Regions from separate parts of the Zea mays genome. Here region 2 is linked to region 1. A link is a contact called in public Hi-C data. All regions are on one chromosome and are shown on one strand. Each heading gives the region's core, a stretch centred on a gene start, on an enhancer-like site or on the middle of the called end of the contact. The rest is flanking DNA. Distances are from core to core; before and after follow the strand shown.

The links. A called contact is a pair of places that touch in the nucleus more often than the background predicts.
Region 2: a Hi-C map of leaf shows a contact between it and region 1, with 3 times the contacts expected there. The contact joins two enhancer-like sites. A contact is called at or near these places in 6 of 25 Hi-C or Micro-C datasets (bundle sheath, ear, leaf and 1 more).

What each region holds. Positions count from the first base shown.
Region 1 is chr9:79,861,687-79,868,052 of Zm-B73-REFERENCE-NAM-5.0, forward strand. No RefSeq gene overlaps it. Among protein-coding and RNA genes, the nearest start is that of LOC103638587, 88 kb to the left of the region's middle. Within about 2 kb of position 2,650, at least 8 of the 20 cell types and tissues checked have an H3K27ac peak or open chromatin away from gene starts, as enhancers often do. A contact at or near this core is called in leaf, where this site is marked.
Region 2 is chr9:80,107,829-80,114,869 of Zm-B73-REFERENCE-NAM-5.0, forward strand. No RefSeq gene overlaps it. Among protein-coding and RNA genes, the nearest start is that of LOC118473357, 95 kb to the right of the region's middle. Within about 2 kb of position 5,138, at least 12 of the 20 cell types and tissues checked have an H3K27ac peak or open chromatin away from gene starts, as enhancers often do. A contact at or near this core is called in leaf, where this site is marked.

The sequences.
Region 1 (6,366 bases), core at 1,400-3,899:
AAGGTGGATCCCTGAAGGGTGATGTATGTGGCGGAGACGGTGGGCCACCATGAGGATGAGGAGAAGGAGGGTCAGAAAGAGGATGAGGAGCAGCATGTGAAGTTTGAGGAGGTGATGATGGATGTACAATAGGAACAACAATTTGAGAAGGCGGAGACGGTTGGGCCTACGACGACGGTTGTCGTGGTGGATCAACCAATTCGACATCCCTTCGAGGCCAAAGGATAAATTTCTTGATAGCTTGTCCAAGTGTCTCGATACCTTCGGGCCCAGGGATGTCTAGCATGTCGTCCTCGTATCCTTGGACAACTGTCGTCACTTCTACCCTGCAATATTCTTCTGGAATGTCGTTTCCATGGAACTTGCGTCCTGGGATCGCAAGGCCTGTGGCTACTTTCTTTGTACGCTGATTGTTAATACCATATCTTATAACTAGTGTGCATGCCACAGGCCTTGTGATGTCATCAACTGGATAGCGGACCTTATTTCCTGTTGACGTGATAGAGCTTGGGATGGTCGTACCCTCGATGGAAGCCGACGTTTGAGCTGCTGGAATTATTTGCATCTGTGGACTGGTCATCTGTTGAACAGACATCGCACTCGCCATCGCCAATTGCTGCATCAATTCTGGAGGAGGATTCGATAGCATTTCAGACATCAGGCCTTTGAACTCTTTCTTGGCCTCCTCCTTAAAATAATTCACCATCTCTTCCTTGTATCGATCACGTTTCTTGTACAGACCTTCCCATTGTGGTCTGAATCCTTCCTTCCATCCTTCCTTAGATGAGATTCCTCGTACACGTCCAGGATGCTCAGGGTTACCGAGACCAGCCGTTAGAATGTCTCTCTCTCTTTGCGGCTTAAATGTTCCTTGGCTCTGCTTAGCTGCAATTGCATATATGTTTTTTGCCGCTTCTTCGACAGTGGGATCATCAAAAGATACACCAGACTCAGTTTCCCTTGGTTTTCTAGCACGGATCCAATTAGCTGTCCTTTCACCAAGTTGCTCGGACAGCGTCGGCAACCCTGCAGCCTTCTTCTCGGCGTCTTCTTGCCTCCATTTAGGAACCTGACGCTTGTAACCACCTGTGCCAAGGTGGTGGTGGTATTTGTTCTTCTTAGATAGTTCCGAATTTGCCTCACTTAGCGATATGAAATCAGGACTGCTCCTCTGCTCTAAAAATACTGACCACTGACCTGCTGAGATTTTATATTTTTTCGTCGGGTCTAGGTCTTTCTTTGCAAACTTTGTATTCATCTCAGACCTCCAGTTTCAGAAATTGATTGCAAACTGCTTCATTGTGTATTTTTTCACGAGTTCTTCTGAACCCCGAGGCAAAACGAACCTCGTTATTAGCTTATTCCACATTTGATTCTTGACATCATCTGATACATCTCTCCACTGTCGGATTGTGATGTCAAGATTATCTCTAACTAAGAACCCAAGTGCATTCCGGAACTTAGGCAGTGATTCTTCTGGAGCTAGGGGCTAACCATTCGGGCTCACGTCTGCGATTTTATATGTCTTGTCAGGAAACTTGTTTAGCCCCCTATCACCTCTGTTCCGTTCGCTCTGCTTCCTTTTCCTTGACCTCCCGGTGGTTGTCTCGGTCGGTTCCGGTGCGCCTTGGGTCGGTTCCGGTGCGTCTTGGGTCGGTTCCGGTGCGTCTTGGTATCGTGCCGCAGCTTTTTCGAGCATCACACGAAATTGAGACAAGACCTCCTATTCATGTAATAAAATGCACAAGAAATCATGCATGTGTAATAGACATTGTGAAATCAGCTAATTAATTAGGTTCTGTTACACCAAACGCCATCCTATTTCCACTAGCGGTTGTGTTAAGATAACCGCCAGTGGAAATAGGTTTTCACTGGCGGTTCCCAAGCCGGGCCCACCTGATTTTTTTACTGGCGCACGGTAACTGAAACCGCCAGTGATAATTTATGGGTGCCGCAGGCTTTAAGCTCTTTTCTACTAGTGTGTACAGGTGGTAGCCAAGCGTTGTAGTACGAGCGTGTACATGTGCAACCTCTTTTGAACCGCGCGTGGTGGTGAAAGCGATGAAGCTTTCATTTGACTGCTGGGCGGCTTCAGCCAATGCCAGATTGACAGACACATCTATCTAGTTTGTTGGTGATCTGCGCCATTATTGATAGCTTAACCACGATTAAAACCGAAGAACTTCGCTGTCAGATAGACGAAACTGCACCATCTCCATCTACAACGACACCACCAGAGCTCGATCAGAGTCAATGAGTTTCCATCGATTATACTCGAGATCTCGACGGAAAACTTAACATGCTCAAAGTTAACGCATTTAGTGTTGGTGATCTGGCCTAAACTTCGCTATCAAACGGAAGTACTGCACACGTTAGCTTGCCGCCACAAGCAAGATCTCCATCTCAGACACCAACAGCGAACACAGTCATTCAGTTCCGCATCGATTGGGATCTGGACAGAAAACTACTCATCAATTTCGCCAAACCTGGCTGTACACGTGGAGCACGCTGGTAGAGTGCGATCGAGTGCTTCGCGTCGCAAATATCACCCGGTTTGATTGATTAAATTTGATGATTAAGAACGTCGACAGCTGGGGCCCCTGGGTGTTTGTTTTCCAGTGCACACAAAAGCGACCCCCGGCCCTCGTGCCAATCATGCAGTTTGCAGACACCGCTCGTCACTGCTGCCTTCTCACTCTCACAGGAGGTAGGTCACTTTCTTGGTATTGAAGCGCGCCAGCGCCCTGTTCGTGAGGTTTCTGCGTGGTTTGGAGTGAATCTCCGATCGCCAATGGTATCAAGTTTTCAGATTACTTGTTCGTATTCATATTCTTCCTGCGTTTGACCGCACCCCACGATCAGATTAACTTGGTCGATTATCCTTATCTCATGCGTGGTTATCCATCTAATCACGTGTAATTTGTTAGCTATCACTTAGAATGGGTCTAAACCTCCCCTTATATATATGAAGGGGTACGGCCGATTGATAACCACCGAACACATTCCAATCGAATCAATTACTTTTTTTTATCATTCCTGCCCTATGAGTTGATGTAGCGTAGTTCTAGTTATAGCCTTCTGCATCTCCACCTCCACCCCTATTCGACTCTACGTCGTCTAGATTCGTTTTGGGTGGCCTGCCGACCCCAAGACGACCCTAGGATATTACCCCTTCCGCTAGTTGTCCACCCAAGGCCTATTCCTCGAATTGATCTTTTAATTCCTAAGTGACTCCACATCATCTGGGAACGCCCCGGGTGACCTGTCGACCCAGGACACCCTAAAATCTCTTCCCCCATGGGACGAGATCTAGGTTCCAGCGAGGAGGAGGAAGGCGACCCTATGCCATCGCGGACCGTCCGGCCCCGTGCGCGGACCATCCGGTGCGACATAGGGAAGGCGTCGCTTCGATGCCCAGGTCATGGACCGTCTGGCTCAAGGCCGCGGACTGTTCGTGCCACCGCCGAGGGCACCGCCAGGCGATACACCCCTAGTGATTGGCGCTGCCCAGATCGGCGCCAACAATATATGTCTTTTACAGTCTCCTCTAAATTTAAAGGACCATTTAGAGAATGTTGCTGGAGAGAGTAGAGGACGACAACGTCCTCTAAAATTTAGAGTACTGAATACTTTAGATGACCTGCTGGAGGCGGTCTTAAATCCTAGGCAAAAATGAAATTTGTTTGCATGCATGCCTTTTTGCAGTAGGCGTAATAATTCCTGTAAGGTATGCAAACTAGTGTGGGTGGTTGGTTTCCTAGCCCTACGAGGGAGCTGCACAGAGAGTAAGAGTGAGAGGAGGGTAGGCTGCAACCACGGGGCGATGGCTGTCCCTTGGGCGCCATAATGGCAGAGGGTAGTGCACAGAGTTGGGGGCTCTAGCTCTCCTGGGGAAGTTAGCAGAGATACAGTTATTCCTTGTCTTCTCTTGATTACAAAGCCCTAATTATATAGGCCTAAGGCCAACCGACTTGATGAGGACATCACTTCTATACATACAATGAATGGACCGATAACACGATAGCGTGCACGACAGCTAATTCTCCAGATACGTTCTACCCTAGTCAATTGTGTTTCAGAGCTTACGCTTGGGGCCATGGATGTTTTGATGATTAGGAAACTTGGAGAAGACCAGCAAGGACTTGGGAAAGGCCTAGGTGTTGAGGAGGAGCAGCAAAGGTGCCCACAACAGGAAGGAGATCAAGTCCGACTCGGCTGCGACTCTATCTCGGGTTCCAGGACCAGTCTGCACTAAAATGGACACCCAAGATGCATCCGAACTCTGATTGTGACGGGCTTGATATGGTTGTAAAGATAAAGAGATTATATAACCAACCCAACTAGTTCCACCCTAAAATTCATCCGGAGTCAACGGGAATCGTCGAATCAATTCAGCGTTCAGATTCTGTTTTGGTGCTGCGACACCGTCTGTTGGGCCGTTGAGCCGTGTATCGCGTCGGAGCCTATTAGGGGCAAGTCCAGGGGTCACGCACGCCCTAATACTCTATTTATTCAGCAGTCGCCGCCACAATTAGGTTGAGTTTTGCTTAAGTTTAGATCTGTTAAGAACAGTCGCCGTAGATCGGTTTGTGATACCCCAACTTGTGAGCTTAATCTTTCACCTGCAATATTCTAGATTGTGTTCTTTCTTGTTCTTGCTTGTGTCTTCAATTCTCAGGCAGGAATTAGCCCTCGTGGCGAGGTCAATCGCGCAGTGCACGGTTGATAACCAGAGGAGAAGTGGTGCTGCGATTGCGGGGTTCTAGTCGTGTTGATTGGAAGCTGGATCGTCTGTGTGACATCTCCACCAAATCGATAGTTATCTTCACCTGACGGAAGATCAGGCACCCTCGTTCCTATCAAGTGGTATTCAAAGACTCAGGTATTACCGTCAGGCTTACCCTAGTTTAGTTTAGGGTTTTCATCCTATAACTCCAGATAATTGCCATACAAAAAAATTCCGCTGTCCTAGAACCCTTGTTTAGCATTTGCAATTTCATTTTCAGTTTGGCTTTGTTCAGTTCGTGTCCGTGGTCGAGTCGTGTTGCTGGTTTAGGGTGTATCTTCGTCGTAGATCAACTGCCCTCGCTAGCCGCTATCGCATCCACCATTATCCAGATCACAAGTCGATCCACCCATTAATCGACTTGCCCTCGCTAGCCGCCACCGTTCCAGCCCTAGATAGATTGCAGATACGTCGCTATCCCGTCCACCATTTCCCAAATCACAAGTTGATCCACCCCATTAATCGCTGTGATTGCAGATAGGGAATTTTTGCCCTAACCGCCGTTTTCTAGTCGTGCCTCCAAAAACATAACTTGAGGTACCTTCCTTAAACCGGGCATAACTTTTCGCTCGGGTGTCCAAAAATCTAAAATTTTTAGAGGAGCTTGTTGACACCATTCAGGAAAATAAAGAAAAAATTGTCAAAGCTCTTGCACGCTTTTCAGAGAACTTGCTCATTTTCTATAGACCACATATGATCTCTGTTTTAGGTGAAACTTGGTGTAGCTCCTATTTTGTTGCTTCTTGTGCTAAAAAAATATCAAAAAACCATACAAAAAAGAAAAACAAAATCACCAGTGAATCCTACTAGTGCCTTTTTGGCCTCGCTTGTACAACATTTATGGTACTATCATCCTGCTAGTCCCATTGTTCTTTGTTCCAACTTGTTGTGATACGCCTCGGATACATCTCTTAGCCAGCAATTGTGACTTGTGCTTTGGATATTGATTGAACTTCTCTCATCTGCACTCGATTTTGTTCCACATTTACATACATAGTGTGCCTGTCCTACAGCTCCACATACTATATCTTCTGATCAATACAGATTTGACCTTGCAATCGCTGTTTCACTACCTCTTGGTAAGTATCACGAACCAGCCTCCGATTGTACCATCCTTTGCTTGTATTTCGTCAGACACTTGTAAGAGCTTGGTAAGATACAATAGAGCGTGTTCCTATGTTCCACCTGAGAGGAGCGTGTAGTGAAATTATTAGGGATAACCGTCACCGTTTGTTTCCTGTTTTTGTGTTTCGATGGCAGGCGACGACGAAGAAGCAAGGATCCCTACTAACTTCAATGAATGTGTTAGCCGCCAAGATCTTGAGGCAAACAACAAGATCCTGAAGGAGCAAATGGAGGAGACGGTCCACAAGTCAGTGCATGATGCCTTCATTAACATGAACCTTGGCAAGACTTACGAGAGGCTGGATCGACAATTGTCCCAGATCGTCGACAGACTTGCTGTGTTGGAGACGCAACAACAAGCACCGCCACCACCACCTCCTCGTCCACGCCTTCCCGATGATGCGGTGTTTGATGAAGAAGGTAATTATGATGAAGCAGCCACCAGAGATTTGCAC
Region 2 (7,041 bases), core at 3,888-6,387, 250 kb after region 1:
GAAAAACCCGAGAGCGGCCTCTTCGGCCGAGGCAGCCTGGCGCACCGGACACTGTCCGGTGCACCACCGGACACTGTCCGGTGCACCACCGGACAGTCCGGTGCCCCAGACCGAAACAGCCTCTTGGCTGTACACAGCCAAGTCTTCTCTTCTCTTCTTCTTTCTGTTTCTAATACTTAGACAAGAATATTAGTACACAAAACCAATGTACTAAAGCTTAGAAACATACCTTTACTTGTGATTTGCAAATTGTCCATCCATGGGCATATTTTCACATTTTGGCACCTGTGTTTGCACTTAATCACCAAAATACTTAGAAATGGCCCAAGGGCACATTTCCCTTTCACAACTGCCCAGCGGTTAGAAGAATTCCTCCACTATCGCCCAGACCAGCGGGTGAAAGGGCAGACAGCCATGCAGGCGGCATGCAACCGCGCCAAGTGGGCGCAGCCCTCCGACTTCCAACGCACCCAGCATGGAGGCCCAGGCCCACACGTCATGCAACCGGCGTGCCGGTTGCTACGTGCGAGCAACTACACCGCCACTCGCGCCACTACCACGCCTCCTCGACTGCTGAACCAGTACTGCGACTCGAGGCGACCCTGCGTATGACCCAACAGTGCCAGCCAGGCGCGACGGTCAATACGGCAAAAAATGGGCCGGCAGTAATGGCGGTGGCAGGCGGGCGGAAGCAGTGGTCACGTCGTCAGCCAAGCTTACGTCCCATCCAGGGACAGCAAGGGAACCCTCTCCCATGGTGTGAAGACGGCGCGGCCGTGTTCTATTCCTCGAACGGCTCGCGCACGCGCAACGGCTGCCCCGCGAACCACTCGCCCCGTCGCATTAACTCCGCAGCGGGACATGCGGCACCTTTGGCAGGAGAAGCGAGCGACGCTTCACCTTCGCCATAATGACCGCGTCAAAAAAGGTACGCCACGTCATTCGATTCCATATCCTTTTCCTTTTCCTCTTTCTCTCTCTTACAACAGGGACCGGGAAAGGGGGATACCCCGAAAGGGATCCTTCTCCGCGAAGGAAACAGGCCCCGAGCCTCCCTACTGATGAGAGGTTCAAAGGCTGGCCCCTCGGAGGGGTTCAACAGCCGCCTTAGAGCGCCTGGGCTCCGCGCCCACTACTGGTCAGAGGTTCGAAGGCCGGCCCCTCGGAAGGGTTCAACGGCCGCCTCAGGCCACTCGGGCTCCGTGCCCACTACTGATCAGGGGTTCGTAGGCTGGCCCTCGAAGGGTTCACAGCTGCCTCAGACGCAGAGCAAGGGATGACCCTGGGTACGTTCGATACATAACCAAGGCTCGGGCTACGCTCCCGAGGTACCCTAGGACATTTCCGAGACCAGCGGGAACGATCGTGTAACGGAATCCCATCAGAGGGAGGCATCGAGCCCTCAGACCCCGTCAAAAGGGGACCGGGTCCGGCAGATCACCCGTAGGTACTTTTGGAGCGCGCCTCCGGGCCTCTAGCCGACCCCTAACAAATGGGGCACGGGCGTCCACTCGGATTACCCGTCAGCAGCTCGCTGGAGACACCATGTTCGGCGCCCTCCAAGGGCAACATGGCGCTTTCCCCCCCTCCTCCTTGAGGAAAGGCGACGCAGGGGCGTATGTAAAAAAGTCGAGTCTGTCCTTGACCGTCCCCTTGCCCTGTGCAGAGGCTCGGGGGCTGCTCTCGCAAACCCGGCTCCGGCCGAACCGTTGACAGCGTCAACATACCAGCCCGAGAACTTGGGACCCGACTGTGCACCCGGGCTACGGCCAGCTCGCATGAGGGAACAACCAGACCAGCCGAAGTGTTGTGAAATGCACCAAGACCTCGAAGGAGTCAAACCACTCCTCCGAGGCCTCGAGGGCTACACCCGGCGGGTGCGCTCGCGCGCACCCACCGGAACAAAACGCAACCAAGAAAGGCTGGTCCCCTTGCAAAAAAGTGCGACAAAAGCCTCCAAGCGAGTATTAACACTCCCTTCGAGGCTCGGGGGCTACTGTCGGGGACCATAATTAGGGGTACCCTCAAGACTCCTAAATCTCAGCTGGTAACACCCATTAGCATAAAGCTGCAAAGGCATGATGGGTGCGACTAAGTCAAGGATCGGTCCATTCGAGGGACGCGATCACGCCTCGCCCGAGCCTAGCTTCGGGCAAGGGCAGCCGACCCCGGAGGATTTACGTCTCGCCCGAGGACCCCCTCCAGCAACGGACACACCTTCGGCTCGCCCGAGGCCCAGTCTTCACCAAGAAGCAACCTCGGCCAAATCGCCATGCCAACCGACCAAATCGCAGGGGCATTTAATGCAAAGGTGGCCTGACACCTTTATCCTGACGCGCGCCCTCCAGTTGACAGAACCGAAGTGACCGTAGTCACTTCGCCGCTCCACTGACTGGTCTGATAAGAGGACAGCGCCGCCTGCGCCGCTCCGACTGCTGTGCCACTCGACAGAGTAAGGCTGACAGCAGCCAAGTCCGGCCTCAGGCGCCATAGGAAACTCCGCTTCGCCCGACCCCAGGGCTCGGACTCGGGCTCAGCCCCGGAAGACGACGAACTCCGCTTCGCCCGACCCTAGGGCTCAGACTCGGGCTCAGCCCCGGAAGACGACGAACTCCGCTTCGCCCGACCCCAGGGCTCGGACTCGGGCTCAGCCCCGGAAGACGACGAACTCCGCTTCGCCCGACCCCAGGGCTCGGACTCGGGCTCAGCCCCGGAAGACGACGAACTCCGCTTCGCCCGACCCCAGGGCTCGGACTCGGGCTCAGCCCCGGAAGACGACGAACTCCGCTTCGCCCGACCCCAGGGCTCGGACTCAGCCCTGGCCTCAGCCGACGGTCTCCGCCTCGCCCGACCCAGGGGCTCGGACTCGACCTCGGCCTTGGAAGACAGACTCGACCTCGACCTCGGAGGAGCCTCCACCTCGTCCAACCCAGGGCTCGGACCGACCACGTCACAGGAGGCGCCATCATTATCCTACCCCAAGCTAACTCAGGCTACGGGGAACAAGACCGGCGTCCCATCTGGCTCGCTCTGCTAAACAAGTAATGATGACGCCCCGCACGCTCTATGACGACGGCGGCTCTCAGCCCCCTTACAGAAGCAAGAAGACGTCAGCAAGGACTTGACAGCCCCGACAGCTGTCCTTCCGCCAGGCTCCAGCGCTCCTCCGACGGCCACGACAGCACACAAACCGGGTGCCAAAACCTCTCCGGCTGCCACGATAGCATGTACTTAGGGCACTAGCTCTCCTCCGCTAGACACGTTAGCACACTGCTACACCCCCGTTGTACACCTGGATCCTTTCCTTATGCCTATAAAAGGAAGGTCCAGGGCCCTCTTACAGAGGGTTGGCCGCGCGGAGAAGGACGGGACGGCGCTCGCGCAGGGCCGCTCGCTCCCTCCCGCGTGGACGCTTGTAACCCCCTACTGCAAGCGCACCCGACCTGGGCGCGGGACAAACACGAAGGCCACGGGTTCCCCCTTTGTACGCCTGTCTCCCTCCGGCTTCTTCCCCCCTTCGCGCTCCGTCTCGCGCCGACCCATCTGGGCTGGGGCACGCGGCGATAATTTACTCGTCGGTCCAGGGACCCCCGGGTTCGAAACGCCGACAATATGTAAGTATGTATCATACTTTATGGTTACTGAATACTTTGACACAGATTTGAGAGATGTTTTAGTTTATTGATATACCAGTAAAGGTAGATGGTTTAACATCAACTAAATGGATCACTTCATATTATCTTTTGAACGATACATACGAATAACTAAAATCAAATTTTGGTGTTACTTTTAACTATTTGTTATAATGATGTAGGTTAGTAATTTGATATTAAAGGGATTATCTTGCTTATCTTTTATAATGGAAAAAAGTGGACAATTCGGTTGTCAATTTGTGGATTACCTTTATATATTTTTCAAAATAGCGAATGTAAGTATTGTTTTTAGAGAATATAAAATATCCAATTTCTATTATTGGTTGTGATGATTGGAGTCTACCAACTTTGCTAGATGTTCATATGTTTATGAGAATTTCTATGTTTTTTCGTGGCGTGTTTCATGGGAAGCTGTTTTGGAGCTTGCCCACTCGGGCAAGTCTTTAGCTTAGTACAGGTGCTCATTTTCCTGCTATAGTGTACTCTCCATGGTGCTTATATGATTATGTTTATCCATCTCAAAGCAAAAAACATCTAGATAACTTCTTTATAGAAAGAAAAACATCTAGATAACTGGTAGTGCTAATACTCAAGTACGACAAAACCCAATATCATATTTAAGACATTAATTGTATGTGGACACATTATAAATTAACTTGAATCTTTAGTTTTCAACCTCTGGGGTGCATACCATGCTTAACCTTTGCAGCTTCTTTTTGCAACAAGTGTCCCTTCCATAGTAAATGGACATGCGTGGCCCATAATTGCACTAGTAAGTTGATCTGCTTTAGAGCATTTTGTTGTTGTGGGGTTGGTGCCACGTAGCTGATAAACGAGGAAAAGGTTTGAACCATGGTGCAATCACTTTAAATTTAGTTAGCTTTTGGAGTATATAGTGGAGCTCAGTAACAGAACTCCTATATAGAGAAGTGGGTCGCGCAATGGGCTAAAGCATTGATATGGAAAACTTGAGTCTCTCACTCACCTGCTTAAGTTCAACTGGTTTTTGAAATTCGAATAATAAATAAATAAATTAGAATTTGCTAAAGGCTGGTAATTCAAAAACAATTCCCGAACGGCAAAAAGGAACCTTCTCATGTGTTTTGGCTACTTTCAGCTAGACACTGAAGCTGTCTGCAACTCTCATGGAATAGGAAACGAATTACATGAAAATTCGATCCATTGTCAAATCAACAGGATATGTTAATAAAACCTGGACGCATTGTTTCTGTTTTTATTATTCTTTCTGTATTTTGACAGAGAAATTACAACATGTTGGCATCCAATAGATCATGCTAATGAGTGACATGATGATGGCTCCTCATGAAGAGACTACTCAACAAAGCCTCCTTTCCTTGCGGCAATGCTTGAGGCCGGAGTGAGAGGTCGCCGTGCCGCTTGTCAAACTACTGTTCCCTGATGTGGGCTGCGGCCCAAATGCCCAATCATGTTCCCACCAGTAGTTGATTAGCCACTTCGCACATCGAGTAGCCATCGTCACAGACACGTACCTTCGGTGCCTTGCTTTAAATAGCCCCTCACCTCTCCATCCTTCCTACTCGTGCTAAAACGCAAGACACCAAAGCAACCAGTACTACTCTCTCTCTCTCTCTCTCTCTCTCTCTCTCACGATCTCACCACAAAAACCAACACGCTCGGCTCGATCGATCTCGAAAGTCAAATCAGCGCAAGGAATCTAAGTCGAGCAGCCGCAAGGAACTGATCGAGATGGCGATGGAGCCGAACATGGCGAGGCGGCTGTGGCGCGTGGTGCGCGCCGTGCTGTTCATGCTCCGCAAGGGCATGCCGAAGCGGAAGCTGGCCATGGACCTGCACCTCCTCATCCACCGCGGCAAGATCGCCGGCAAGGCCCTCGGCAACCTCATGACCGCCCACGGGCACAACAGCGACAAGGCCGCCGCGGCTGAGGCGGCGCCGCCTCCGCAGCACTTCTCGTGCGGCCGCCGCGGCCACGACCCGTCGCTCGCCGTCTACGACCCGCGGGGCACGCGCGAGGTGGAGTTCAGCTGCAGCAACACCCCGTCCTACCCGTCCCTCCACCTCGTCCCCACGGGCAAGCGCAGGCGCCGCAACAACAACAACAACAACAGCAGCCGCCGCCGCGGCACGCACCGCGGCGCGAACGGCGCCGAGCCCGGCTGGTACAACTACGACGCGTCCGACATTGCCAGGGCCTTCGAGATCCTCAACAACAACGAGCAGCTGCTCAGCGGCGGCGACGGCAACAGCTCGGACCAGCCGTCTCCCCTCGCGCTTGTGGCCACGCCGTCCCCGGCGCTGTGGGCGAGCTTCGGCCGCACGCCCGCGCACGCCAGGCAGCTGAGGATCACCGACTCGCCGTTCCCGCTCGGGGACGACGACGGGGACTGTGGCCAGGTGGACCTGGACGCCGAGGATTTCATCAAGAAGTTCTACGACCAGCTGCGCACGCAGCAGGCCCTTGCCACCGCCACGCCGGACTACTGCGGCGGGTATGCGCGACCGGTCTCTGGCATCGCCTAGAATTCAACCCACGCATCCACACGCGTATGCATATGTAATATATATGTACGTGTCCATAGAGTATTTGTTTGAACATGCATGATGCATGCATGGATAAAGCATGTTCGTTTGAGAGCTAGCTACTGGTGGTAGAGCTAGTCTAGAGCTTGGTCTTTGTGATATGAGGGAGAGATTTTGTACAACATCATCATATCATGTTTGCAAGCTAGATCCATGCATGTATAGTACTCCTATATATGTGTACGCTGTATGTGTATATTTTGTTGTAGTGACATGTATCAATTTTACTGCAAGTAAGGTACATGTTGCAAAGACATTAGCATATAAGAACACTGGTGTATTACATAGTATAAGAATTGCGCTCGTGTGTGTGGTTCCTGATGTCCTGCATGCTGGCCCTCTGTCCATGCCAGGGACTTGTACATAGTGTTGTTCTAGAAACCACTGCTACATGTAATTTTCAGACAATCTATGGTCGGTATGCTGACAAAGATCGATGGAGCTGTCTGGAATAGTGGAATCTTCTACTCATGAATATATTCTAGCATCTGATGAAATTTCATTTTCTTTCATACTTTTATTGTTCTTGTGGATCTTATTTACATAACAGTTTGCTTATTAACACTACTACAATTATTCTTGATCTGAGTACAACTATGAAGCTACCGTGTGGGCTATGATTAGCAGGAACGGAGGCCGGACCAGCCTTGATAAGCTGATCATCGCTTCAAGGATATCACTATCTGAATTAATTGTGGCTTGACCATTCATGAATCATGATGGTGTAGCAACCAGCCTGTGCTAAAGGCTATCTCCCGTAACTTATCCATCTCTATACCAATTTTTAAACTCCACTCACTTTGTA